Regions from separate parts of the Mus musculus genome. Here region 1 is linked to region 2. A link is a contact called in public Hi-C data. All regions are on one chromosome and are shown on one strand. The core of a region is the stretch at or near the end of the contact, and the rest is flanking DNA. Distances in the headings are between cores, read along the strand shown. Region 1 has its middle 20 kb from the start of Nos1ap. Region 2 overlaps Sh2d1b1 (SH2 domain containing 1B1).

The links. Hi-C and Micro-C count contacts between places; a contact is called where the count stands out from the background.
Region 1: a Hi-C map of bone marrow-derived macrophages shows a contact between it and region 2, with 44 read pairs. The contact joins two enhancer-like sites. A contact is called at or near these places in 17 of 39 promoter capture datasets (the 3T3-L1 cell line, the HPC-7 cell line, HPC-7-derived erythroid cells and 12 more), 10 of 15 datasets of contacts at CTCF or cohesin (the G1E-ER4 cell line, the NIH/3T3 cell line, embryonic stem cells and 4 more), 259 of 484 Hi-C or Micro-C datasets (the 3T3-L1 cell line, 3T3-L1-derived adipocytes, the AML12 cell line and 122 more), 36 of 115 datasets of contacts at active chromatin or transcription factors (the HPC-7 cell line, PVALB interneurons, acute myeloid leukemia and 27 more) and 2 of 9 other capture datasets (adipose tissue and pancreatic islet).

What each region holds. Positions count from the first base shown.
Region 1 is chr1:170,606,651-170,612,327 of GRCm38.p6, reverse strand. No RefSeq gene overlaps it. Among named protein-coding and RNA genes, the nearest start is that of Nos1ap, 20 kb to the right of the region's middle. Within about 2 kb of position 2,342, at least 38 of the 459 cell types and tissues checked have an H3K27ac peak or open chromatin away from gene starts, as enhancers often do. A contact at or near this core is called in bone marrow, bone marrow-derived macrophages, erythroblasts and 4 more, where this site is marked.
Region 2 is chr1:170,278,475-170,283,917 of GRCm38.p6, reverse strand. It overlaps Sh2d1b1 (SH2 domain containing 1B1), which reads right to left. Exons shown (of 4, transcript NM_012009.5): 2 at 4,071-4,134; 3 at 621-783. Among named protein-coding and RNA genes, the nearest start is that of Sh2d1b1, 3.9 kb to the right of the region's middle. Within about 2 kb of position 1,322, at least 55 of the 459 cell types and tissues checked have an H3K27ac peak or open chromatin away from gene starts, as enhancers often do. A contact at or near this core is called in bone marrow, bone marrow-derived macrophages, erythroblasts and 4 more, where this site is marked.

The sequences.
Region 1 (5,677 bases), core at 1,093-3,592, 330 kb before region 2:
AAAACACACGTATGTAGTAGCATTGCTCCTGCATGCGTCAGCCAGGTGAAAGCAAGCAAGCACTGAAGGGCTGGCCCTGGCTGAGGCTGGAAAATGAACAAGGAGGCACAAGCTATGGAGGAAACTCTTTTGTGAAAAGAGAATGTTCCGGCAAGCAGGGGCCCTGGGTCACAGTCCCAAAGTGAGCAGTATGCAGGTTGGACTTGGGATCCAGGCCATTGCAAAGGACACAAGACACTATGTGGAGAGTGATAGAGAGGGTAGTCTTCCCTGCTGTGGTCGCCATACACCAGATGGTGAGAGGAGGTGTGAACTTCTGGATTTCATTGTCACTATGCTGGGGACAACATAAACATTGGGCATTTTGTCTTGTAGTGATGTCAGGTGACCCATGGAGCAGTGAAGCAAGAATGATGTTGGGAGAAGAAAATTGCTCAGAGAGCCTCGGAGTCAATGGGGCCTCTGGGAGCTGTTCTAGAAGGCTTTGCCATCCTAGATTAGCCATCCCTGCTTCCCCAGGGGAACCGTAGAGAAGCAACTTATGTTTCCTTTGGTCTTGGCTTTATAGCTGGTCCTCTTTCCAGAAAGCTCCCCCCACAAAGGGAAGGACAGCAAGTTTACAGAGCAGGTGACAGAACCTGAGGACTAAGGAAAAGGAAGCCCTGGACAGGCTCCTGTGGACAGGCGTGTCTCATCTCCAACCCTGACCCCACTGTTATTACATCTACCTACCTGCTGGGCTGGCCTCCAAACTTGAGCCCACAGTTACATCTACCTGACCTTGGAAAATCTCATAACCCACCTGAGCCTCAGTTTCCTTGTCTACATGAGGGTGGGGGTGGGGGGGGTACCACGATTGCCTCTCCCTCAGAAGTTTCTCATGAGGATCAGCCGAGGTAATGAATTAAAGAGAACTTTGTATGCTCTAAGAAGTGGTTGGACATAAGTCGATCTAAAAGACAGACAGAAGCAGTGGGTATGTATCAGAGAATCAGAATTATTATTCCTCCCATTCTGTGTTTTGGAGAACCCCGAGGTGTTGCCAGAACCCCTTCTAATGGGTGACTGCAGGTGCTGAAGAACTGGGGTTGTAAGAGGCTCAAGAGTGCTCTATATGCGGCTTAAACCCTTGCGTCTGTCTTCACCAGTCTGGTATGGTACTCTAACTGGCTGGCAGAAATCACTTTTTGTCATAAGCTGGGGGCGGTGGTGTGTGGCTGAAGGAGACCTACACATATTGCTTGTAGTTCTCTATTTTGTACAGGAGAACTCCTTCTACCTGGTTTGGTTTCCTACCACTTGTGGCAATCAACAGTAGTAACTGGAAAACCAGTAGGCCACAAATACCTCCCTAGAATACCAGTCTATCCCAGCTACATACTGTGGTTAAATAACCAGGTGAAACAGTCACTCACAGGCAAGTCTAGTCACAGGGCCTAGGAAGAGATATCCTTGGGACTATATTACCAAATTGCCACATCTGGGGTTTGTTTGTTTGATTGGTTTGGGGGGGGGGGCGTGTACGCACACGGGGTAGGAGGCACAATCTAAAAAAGGATCTTGTGGTCCAGTGGTCTTGGACTTGTTATGTAGATGAAGATAACCTTACTCATGATTATCTGTCTCTACCTCCCAGGACTAGGTTACAGTCTTGGGCTACTATGCCAGGTTTAAATTGGATTGGAACCCAGGGACATGCTTGGTAAGCACTCTGTCAACTGAGCCACATCCTGAGCCCTAAAATACATCTCTGAAAGTCTGGGTGACCCTTCTTGCATGCATGAGGTTAACACTCAGTCACTGGGCTCCATCTCCAGGTCCTGGGCGGGCCCTCTTATCTAAGTGCACCACTAATGCAGTCATGATGGGCCTTGGACAGCAAGTGTCTGTTAGGAGCTCACAACGTGATAAGAAATGTGATACATACTTATAAGTAATGCATGATGTCATTGTTTTAAAACATTTATTTTGGTAAAATATACTTAACAAAATTCATCTTAGCAGCCGTTTCCTTCTTTGGAAGATCAGATTCATGTTAATCAAGAGGGAGAAAGGAAGGGGGAAAGGAAATCTACTCTGCTAAAGTTCTCCCAGCATGGCACAAAACTCCCAAGGATCTGGCCTTCAGTTGTGTGTTGGGGCCAGGGGCAGTGAGTGCAAGACCGTGGTTCCAACAAGCAAAGAGGCAGAAGATGCGGTCCTCCCCATCTCAGGCCCCAGACTCAGCCCACTCTCCAGCCCTTGAGCTCTGCAAGTTCAGTGTGCTCCTGGCCCGGGTTCTGCCTCTTCGCCACAAACACCCTCCGTCCTGACAGGGTTAGCAGAAACATGTGTTCTCCACAGACCACAGACAGGCACTTGAAGTGATGCTTGTGTTATGCTTCGATACAGCCAGAAGCCACAGACTAACCCGCTCCAAAATGGTGCTGGCTGCTTGCTTGCCATTGTCAAGTACCCAAGTACCTAGTTTAATATCTAGCATCCCCAAGGTTTATCCAGGTGTTGAGTTCCTCCCTCCCTCCCTCCCTCCCTCCCTCCCTCCCTCTTTCTTTCTTTCTTTCTTTCTTTCTTTCTTTCTTTCTTTCTTTCTTTCTTTCTTTCTTTCTTTCTTTCTTTCTTTCTTTCTTCCTTCCTTCCTTCCTTCCTTCCTTCCTTCCTTCCTTCCTTCCTTCCTTCCTTCCTTCCTTCCTTCCTTCCTTTCTTTCTTTCTTTCTTTCTTTCTTTCTTTCTTTCTTTCTTTCTTTCTTTCTTTCTTTCTTTCTTTCTATGCTTTTTTAGGTTTTGGACACCTAAAAGGACTTCACCATGCAGCACTAGCTGGCTTGGAAACATACCTAAGTTGCTATATAGAGCAGGCTGCTCTTGAACCTGCAATGATCCTCTTATCTCCTGCTCTTGAGCGCCGGAGTGTTAGATCTGCACCCCCACTCCCAGCTAAGAGTTATCTTCATTTTCTTATCTTTTCTCTCATTATTTTGTTTTGTGTTTATGTGTAAGGTTGTTTTGCCTGCATGTACTTCAGTGTACCCCACCCATGCCTGGTCAGAGGTCACAGAGGTCAGAAGAGGAGTCAGATCCCCTGGCACTGGGATTGCAGATGCTTGTGAGCCACCATGTGGGTGCTGGGAACTGAACCTGGCTCCTCTGGAACAGAAACGGTCTCCCCAGCCCCAGGAATTATTTTCTTTTTAGGGTTAATTAATCATGTATATACAACATATTACATTTATCTTCTTATAGATATTTGCTGTTGGAGTCATGTGTGTGTGTGTGCATGTGTGTCTGTCTGTCTGTCTGCTTGTCTCTCCATTGTATATGTCTATAACTATATTTGTGTACAGTATATCTAGTGAGTATCTCTACATGAGCAAATGCAGAAACAATCCCATGGACAAGTTAGACTTTATCATTTTTTCTGTATGATCTCAAAATGAGGAACAACATTTTCCTTTCTCTTTCTCTCTAACGGCTGTAACAGGAGAGGGAAGGCCTTTGTGGAGTGCTCTTCCTTTCTGGCCAGAGATGTATAGTCATAGGACAGAGGTCTGAGTTCAGGAGAGGCGTGAAGCCTGGCTCATGTCCTCCTAAACCTCTATGCTTAAGGTCCTGGAGTTAATTTGGGAAAGGCCCAAGAGCTCACTGGACAACTGAACAGGACTCAGCTGGTAGAGCAAAAGTCAACATGCATTTGGAGAGGAGGTTCTGGTCTCAAGCACATGGACCAATAGCAGCAGCCTGATTGGCTCTGCTCTCTGTCCAGAATGATCTTTTCTGTTCTTGCTTATGAAAGTAATAGAATTCCTCAGTGCTGGGCTCAAATACTGCATCCTTCGTGACACTTTCCCTGGTTCTACATCCCCCACCCCCACCTCTAGCTGCCACACAGAATACCTCACCTATTCTTTAGTTTCTGGAGTCACTTTGACCCCTTAGTTTTTCTGTTTTATTTCTGTACCATGTAAATACCTGCATACCAGTCCTGTCTGGTCATTTAGAGAGGGTTTTGCTATGTAGCCCTGGCTGGCCTTGAACTCATGGCATTGTCTTGCCTCAGTTTCCTAGGTTGGGATTACAGGCATGCACTGCTATTCTGGGGCTGTGAGGTCAGTGTTAACTCCTTGTTTAGATCAAGGTGAATTTCTTGAGAAGAGAAATTATTTCATCTATTTTTTTATTGTCCAGTACAGAGTTAGCAACTAGCAAATATCGACTGACCATGTGGCCAGAAATCTTATGTAACAACGGCATCTGTTAGGTGTTCCCTAAATTCATGCATAATGAGGTAACATCGATCTCCAAGCACCTGGTAAATACAAGAAAAATTTTCCCTGTCTTTGGGATTCAGCTTGAAACCAGCTTCATGAAATCCTTCATTCAATAAAACCTGTCAAAACTTTCATGGGAATAACTATAAAAGTGCCTTGGGTATCCATTGCCCAGGCCTCAAATGGACTCAGGTAGATCTTAATTGTGACCAAATATGGCATTCATTTGTTTTTTCAATTGGCCTCCAAAAGAACTTGAATGTCACAGAATAGTACATGTTTGTTGACTTTAGATGGTCTTAGTTAGAAGATAGGACCAGTTAGGAAATTTCCTTTCATCAGCGGAATGAGTATTGATTTTACATTGATGGATTGATTGTGGCCATGTGTACCACAATACTGTGTGGAGGTCAGAGAACAACTTACAAGGGTTGGTTCTCCCTTTCTTGCATGAAGGTCCCAGGGGTCAAAATCTGGTCAGCAGGCTTGGTTGACAGGTCCTTTTATCTGCTGAGCCATACTGCAGGTCTAAGTTTTAATTTTTTTATTTTTGACAAGGGGTCTTTGTGTAGCCCAGGGTGACCTCAGAGTCACAACGTACCTGGAGTTGACCTTTAGTCTCTGGTCAACCTGCTCTCTCTCCCGTGTGCTGGGATTACAGTTATGTGGTACTCAGATCAAACTCAGGGTTTTAGGCAAACACTCTGAACTGAGCAATGTTGTTGCGGGAAGTATTACAAATACAACTGCCAAGTTCCCATGCTCCATCCAACTACTCTCTACCCGCCAACTCTCCGGCGGGGCCAGAGCTGCAGAGTTCCCTTCGTTGCCACGCCAGCCCCATGCAATGACCATCCACCCTGTGGTCAGCCACCACAACACCCAGTAACCCTGTAGAAACAAAACTCTAGAAGCTTTCCATTAACAAGGCAGATTTATATATCAATAAAGTCTCAATTCACAAGATGCTCACACAATAATTTCAGGGTCAATTGATAATGATACAAGCTGCCACCTAGATTAGACAAGTTATCCCAATTACTGTATCCTTTATGATATCATATCTACCTGTGGCTATTTAAAGCCACCCTGGTTCAGGATCTTCTTCCATGGTCCATCCTCCATCTTACTTTCCTCCCCCCTCCTCCAAGTCACTCTTTGTCCTTGCAACTCTTCTCTTCACCTCCCTTTTCCCTGTTCAATCACAGGCCTTCTGCTGCACTAATATTTTAATGTAATTGGACAGGGAAAATCCTGCCACACGACATTCCTAGCCTGAGGTCAAGGGACAACACTGTGACGTCCGTTCTTCCACTATGGAGGTCTTGAGGATTGAACTCAGGTTGTCAGTCTTGGCAACAAGTACCTTCAACCCCTGGGCCTTCTTGTAGGCCCATCCCTATCCATCTCTT
Region 2 (5,443 bases), core at 73-2,572:
ACCTAAAGAGTGACTTTGCTCAGACAGAAGACAGTGAACGTGGATGCTTCCAGGCTCCCTGAGAACTCAGGGCCCTCATCTTTCTCCCTGGTTAGCAGATCTGCTGTCAGCACAGATGCTGCCCACAGGCAACTGTAATCCCTCTCAGGCAGAATGAAACCATACACAGAGAAATGGCTCTTGGCATCTATGTTTAACTCAACAGTTACCTCAATGGGCAGATGCTAGATTCTTTCAAAATGCAGTGCAATGGGTAGATGATGAAGGTGAGGGTAAGCTTGTAATATGAACTGAGAGTTCTATGAATATAGACTATCCCCCATAATTCTCAAGAGCTTCATACCTTTAGGGATATATGTGAAATAAGCTGTCCCTGCTCACTTTATAAATGAGTGCTTAGCAGAAATGGAGGGAAATGTAACAGGAATAAGCCTTGGTAGGGGATTTGACAAGATTTTCCCAGTGAAAAACCTGTCCACATGTGAGTGTATTCCCAAACTTGAATGGACTACACATGGTCACAGAATGAATTCAAAGTCAGCCTTTTTCCCAGGACCTTCCCCTTCTCATCCCTGATTATAGGATTACAGGCTCTTCTAACCCTGTGTCAGGGCTCTTACCATAAACATTCAGCTCTAACTCCATTCTTCTCCCTCTTTGGCATAGGTTGTTTCTCATTATTGGGTTTGAAAGGTGAACCACCAATCCTTGACCCGGTTTTCCATATTTGGAGACCAATTCCTGTAGGTTTGGAAAGATCGTTCTTGGAGTATGAGCATTAGTCTGCAAAGACATAAGGTCACTTACTGAACCACCAAGCAAAGAGTGAACAGGGCTTGACCTAGGCCCCCTGCAAATATGCAGCAGAAGTGCAGCTTGGTCTTCATGTGGGTCCCCCAACAACTGAAGCAGAGGCTATCCCTGAATCTGTTGCTTGTCTGCGGATCCACTTCCCCTATCTGGGCCCCCTTGTCTGGCCTCACTGGGAGAGGCTGCACCTTCTTCTGCAGTGACTTGAGGTGCAGAGGTGGAGGTAGGGCAGGACCCCTCAGTGGAGAAGGGGAGGGGAGAATGGGGAAAGTTCTGTGTGAAGGGGTACTGGAAGGAGAGGGGGGACTGATATTGGGATGCAAAGTGAATAAATTAATTTTTTAAAAAAAGAAGAAGGCCACTTTTCATAGTGCAACCCTGGGTAAAAATGTAACACTTCTTGCAACACTGGGATTTAAGGCTTGCTTCTGAGAACCCACAAGCAGAAAGTCAGATGCCAGCAACTCGGGCAGAGTGCTCTCACTGACTGCAGTTTATTGAGGTTCCTCATTTCAAAGAGGAACCTCTCATCCTAGCTACTCTGTACATAGGGGACGTCTATTTAAGAGGTCCTCTGTATTGAGCAAATGCCATCATTGGTAATTTGTCTGGTGTGGTTCTTATCCACTGTAAAAGGTCCCGAAGACTTACATCAGTCTCTGCCATGTTGCTAACCTTTGCTGAGTTAGGGGACTCCTGATAGAAAGTGCAAATTATAAAACTGACCTATAAGATAAGATTCATGTGGACTCTCCATAGAGTACAGTTAAGAGAACCAAGTCCCAGTTTATTTGTATTGAGAATATGATGTCAACCATGACTGGGTGTAACCACAGACTATTTTTCTGGTTAACAGCTAGAAGTAAAATAGAAGTAAAATCCTCTTTTTCTGTTAGGATCCTACAGAAGGCATTTAGAAACAAAAAGGATTCCTTCGCCTGCTTTTTTGTGACTTGTTTGTTTGTTTGTTTGTTTGTTTTATCATCGCTTTGGTGGTTCTAGAGCATTGGCCAGCAGAGATGCTTGGATGGTTGGAAGAAGCTTTTTGGAAGTGCATGCTCAAGTTCCAGAGCAGAGATGCAAGTGCCTCAGTGAGCCTTCCTTTAGTGGGGCCTCTTTGGCTCTAGCCACCATCTGCTGCAGTCCCGTGACTGCAAAGCCGCACCTAGTCACATGCCCCTCTGTAGCTGAGTTATGTGCTATGGAGGCAGCTCTCAATTTTGTTCATAATAGGGACAAAGCAGATTCTGAGGGAATAGAAAGAGTTCCCCAGTGTATACAAGAAAAAGGAAAAATATGTTTCAAAATAGTCTGTTTATAGAAGGCATTTTATCTTGAGGTAATTTCAGAGGCATATAAATTGGAAAAATAGTAAAACTAAAATTCCCATATATATGGTTTCATGTAGCCCAAGCAGGCTTCAAATGCCTTACCTAGTTAAGGATAACTTTGAACCTCTGGTCTTCCTGCTTCTACCTCTTAGGTGCTAGAATCACAGGCATGAACCACCACAACCACTGTACAGGTGTATATTCAATTTTAAAAATTGTGTTCAGGGCTGACCCTTTGGTATTCCATAACCAGCTTGGTGTGCTTTTTCCTAGGCAAGACCATTCCTCTGACTCCCAGCATCCTTTAGTTGCCTGTAATTCTTTATGTGCGCCCAAGGCCTCTTCAGCTTCCCCTCACGCATGTTAACATGCCTGTTGGAGTCGTCTTTGTTCAAGTCATGTTCAGATAGCCATGTTAGTGAAACTTCATGGCTACATGTGACATTACACAGACTAAATAGGTTATATTTATGTATTTAGGTAGGTGTGTGCATGTGTGAGTGTATGCATGTGTCTGTGTGTGTATGTGTGTGTTTATGCCTGTGCATGAACATGTGTGTGTGTGTGTGTGTGTGTGTAGGTAAATAATAACAATATAAAAAGAAGCCATGAGGCTGGGCTGTGGTGCATGCCTTTAATCCCAGCACTTGGAAGGCAGAGGCAGGCAAAAACTCTGTGAGTTTGAGGCTAGCCTGGTCTACAGGTTTACAGAGTGACTTCCATTGCAGTAGAGGTTACATGGAGAAACCCTGTCTCAGAAACCAAAACAACAAAACAAACTAAAAACAAAAACAAAAAGGAAGTGTGAATCTTCCCACATCATATTAAGCAAAAGAAGCCATGAATTAAAGAAGAGAAGAGAGATGAGTTTATAAGTGTGTCTAACGGGAAGAAAGATAGAGGCAACACTACAATCTTATTATATCCTATTGCATAATTATGTATTATAACCTCAAAAATATTCAAGAATATTTGAGGAGTCAAATTGAAGGTGTAGTATTTCTTTAACTAATTATAAGTACTTCAGTAGTCCAAAAGGCAAAGACTTTGTACCACCATATTTCAATGTTTCAAATGAGATTATTAAGTTTTGTAAAGTACTAATTACTAATCTTGTTTGAATTTTAAAATTAATTTAAGTTTTAGGAATTGCTTAAGGATGTTCTGCTCAGCAAAAGAAAAAAATAGATGCTTAAGTATTTCAGGGATTGTTGTATGTTCTAATCTTGTTCTGATATCCACAGTAAACAAAAGCATATTGAAGATCTTTTTCAGGACATATTTTCAGATCTTATATTGGTAATTAAGAATTCTATTACATTTGTTATACTTACTTCTTAAGGCAGATAACTAAATTCAAACGAAGCAAAGACATCTCCCTGTTGAGTTCACAGTAAATCAGAAAAACTAAAGGAGTCCCTACAACGTGCAGCTGTTTAGCGTCTCCTTTTCTGTTTTCAGACAGCTCTGGATATGCTTGACTCTTTAACATTTGAGGCTCTTCCCACTTGTCCTTATACTTTCATCCTGGGATATGGCTTAGTTTTCTAATTCAAAAACAGTTTTTGTGGGGTGGCAGGTTCTCCCCCCACCCCAATCCCTAGACAGGGTTTCTCTGTGTAGCCCTGGTTGTCCTGGAATTCAGGCTAGCCTCCAACTCAGAGAACTCTACCTGCCTCCCGATGGCTGGGATTAAAGTCATGTGCCACACCACCTCACTGTACAACAGTTTTAAATGGAGTTCAGGCCCACATGCTTTGCCTTACATGTGTGGGCTTGGCTGTCTCTTCGCTTTGGAGGAAAAAGCCAGGGTTATTGAAACGTGAAACATAACTCCAGGACTGTTTCTCTCAGCAGAGACAAAGCTCACTGCTTATCTGACTTGGAATGGCACTCTTGCTTTGACGGTCCTTTTGTATGTAGTCTTACCTCTATCCTGTAATATCCATGTTTCTCTCTGAAGATTCGGTAGCTGTAGACAAGCTTTTTAAACCTGTTGGGGAACGGCTCTGTGAATCATAATGTTCTTATCTACAAATCCCCATGATGGCTGTCTTCATACTATAGACACAATGTGGTTTTCAGTTAAATCCCAAGAAGGAACTGGACATTCCTAGACCCTCTCCTCAGAATTAGAAAGACAGAAGGGTTTGGTTTTGAACCATCGAGCCTCTTAGAGATGATGGAGTGTGAACTCTAGCAAAGGAGAAGAGGGGAAAGAATTAAGATCCTTGTTACGACCTGACCTTTGTCAGGAAGTACAACCTCTAAGAGTCTTTTCCTCGCCCACTTCTCAAGGCAATCTCAAGTGTGGCTCAGGGGTTGTTCTTCTCAATTAGACTAGTTCTAATCTGGATTGAGTCGAATCTTTCCCAGATGTCTCAAACTTTGTAACTCTCATTTCTCTGGCATACACGCATGCGCACATACACACACACCCACACACACACACACACACACACACACACACACACACACATTCATTAAATTTCCAAGGGCATATTCTTTTACTACAACATAAATGATTTTGTCTCAATGCTTAAAATAACATTATAAAATAGCTTCTTTCCCCTGACATAGCTGTCTCTTATGAGGCTATGCTGGGGCCTAGCAAACACAGAAGTGGATGCTCACAGTCAGCTATTGAATGGATCACAGGGCCCCCAATGGAAGATCTAGAGAAAGTACCCAAGGAGCTGAAGGGAACTGCAACCCTATAGGTGGAACAACAATATGAACTAACCAGTACTCCCCAGAGCTCGTGTCTCTAGCTGCATATGTATCAGAAGATGGCCTAGTCGGCCATCATTGGGAAGAGAGGCCCCTTGGTCTTGCAAACTTTATATTCCCCAGTACAGGGGAACGCCAGAGCCAAGAAGTGGGAGTGGGTGAGTAGGGGAGCAGGGTGGGGGGAGGGTATAGGGGACTTCAGGACAGCATTTGAAATGTAAATGAAGAAAATATCTAATAAAAAAATTGAAAAATAGCTTCTTTCAGTGTTTACTACTGTAGGAGAAAGTCATTTCACTGTGACGCCCTAGAGGAAAAAGCTGGGCTATTTCAGAGTCATGCGTTCATCATTACCAAGACAGTATGAAGTACTCTGAACGGTGACAGTCAGAAGCAACATTCTCCTAGTGACCTTTTCCTGCTCACTTCATAGAGTTACTGTTGGGATTCAGACTCAGGAAAATCCAGCTGAGGTGTATATTTCACATATCAAGCAGACCTGGCCTCCAGGTTCTCCCAGCATCCCCCAGTCCCTTCCTAAGAACTTTCCAGCCACGGGGCTGGGCATCCCC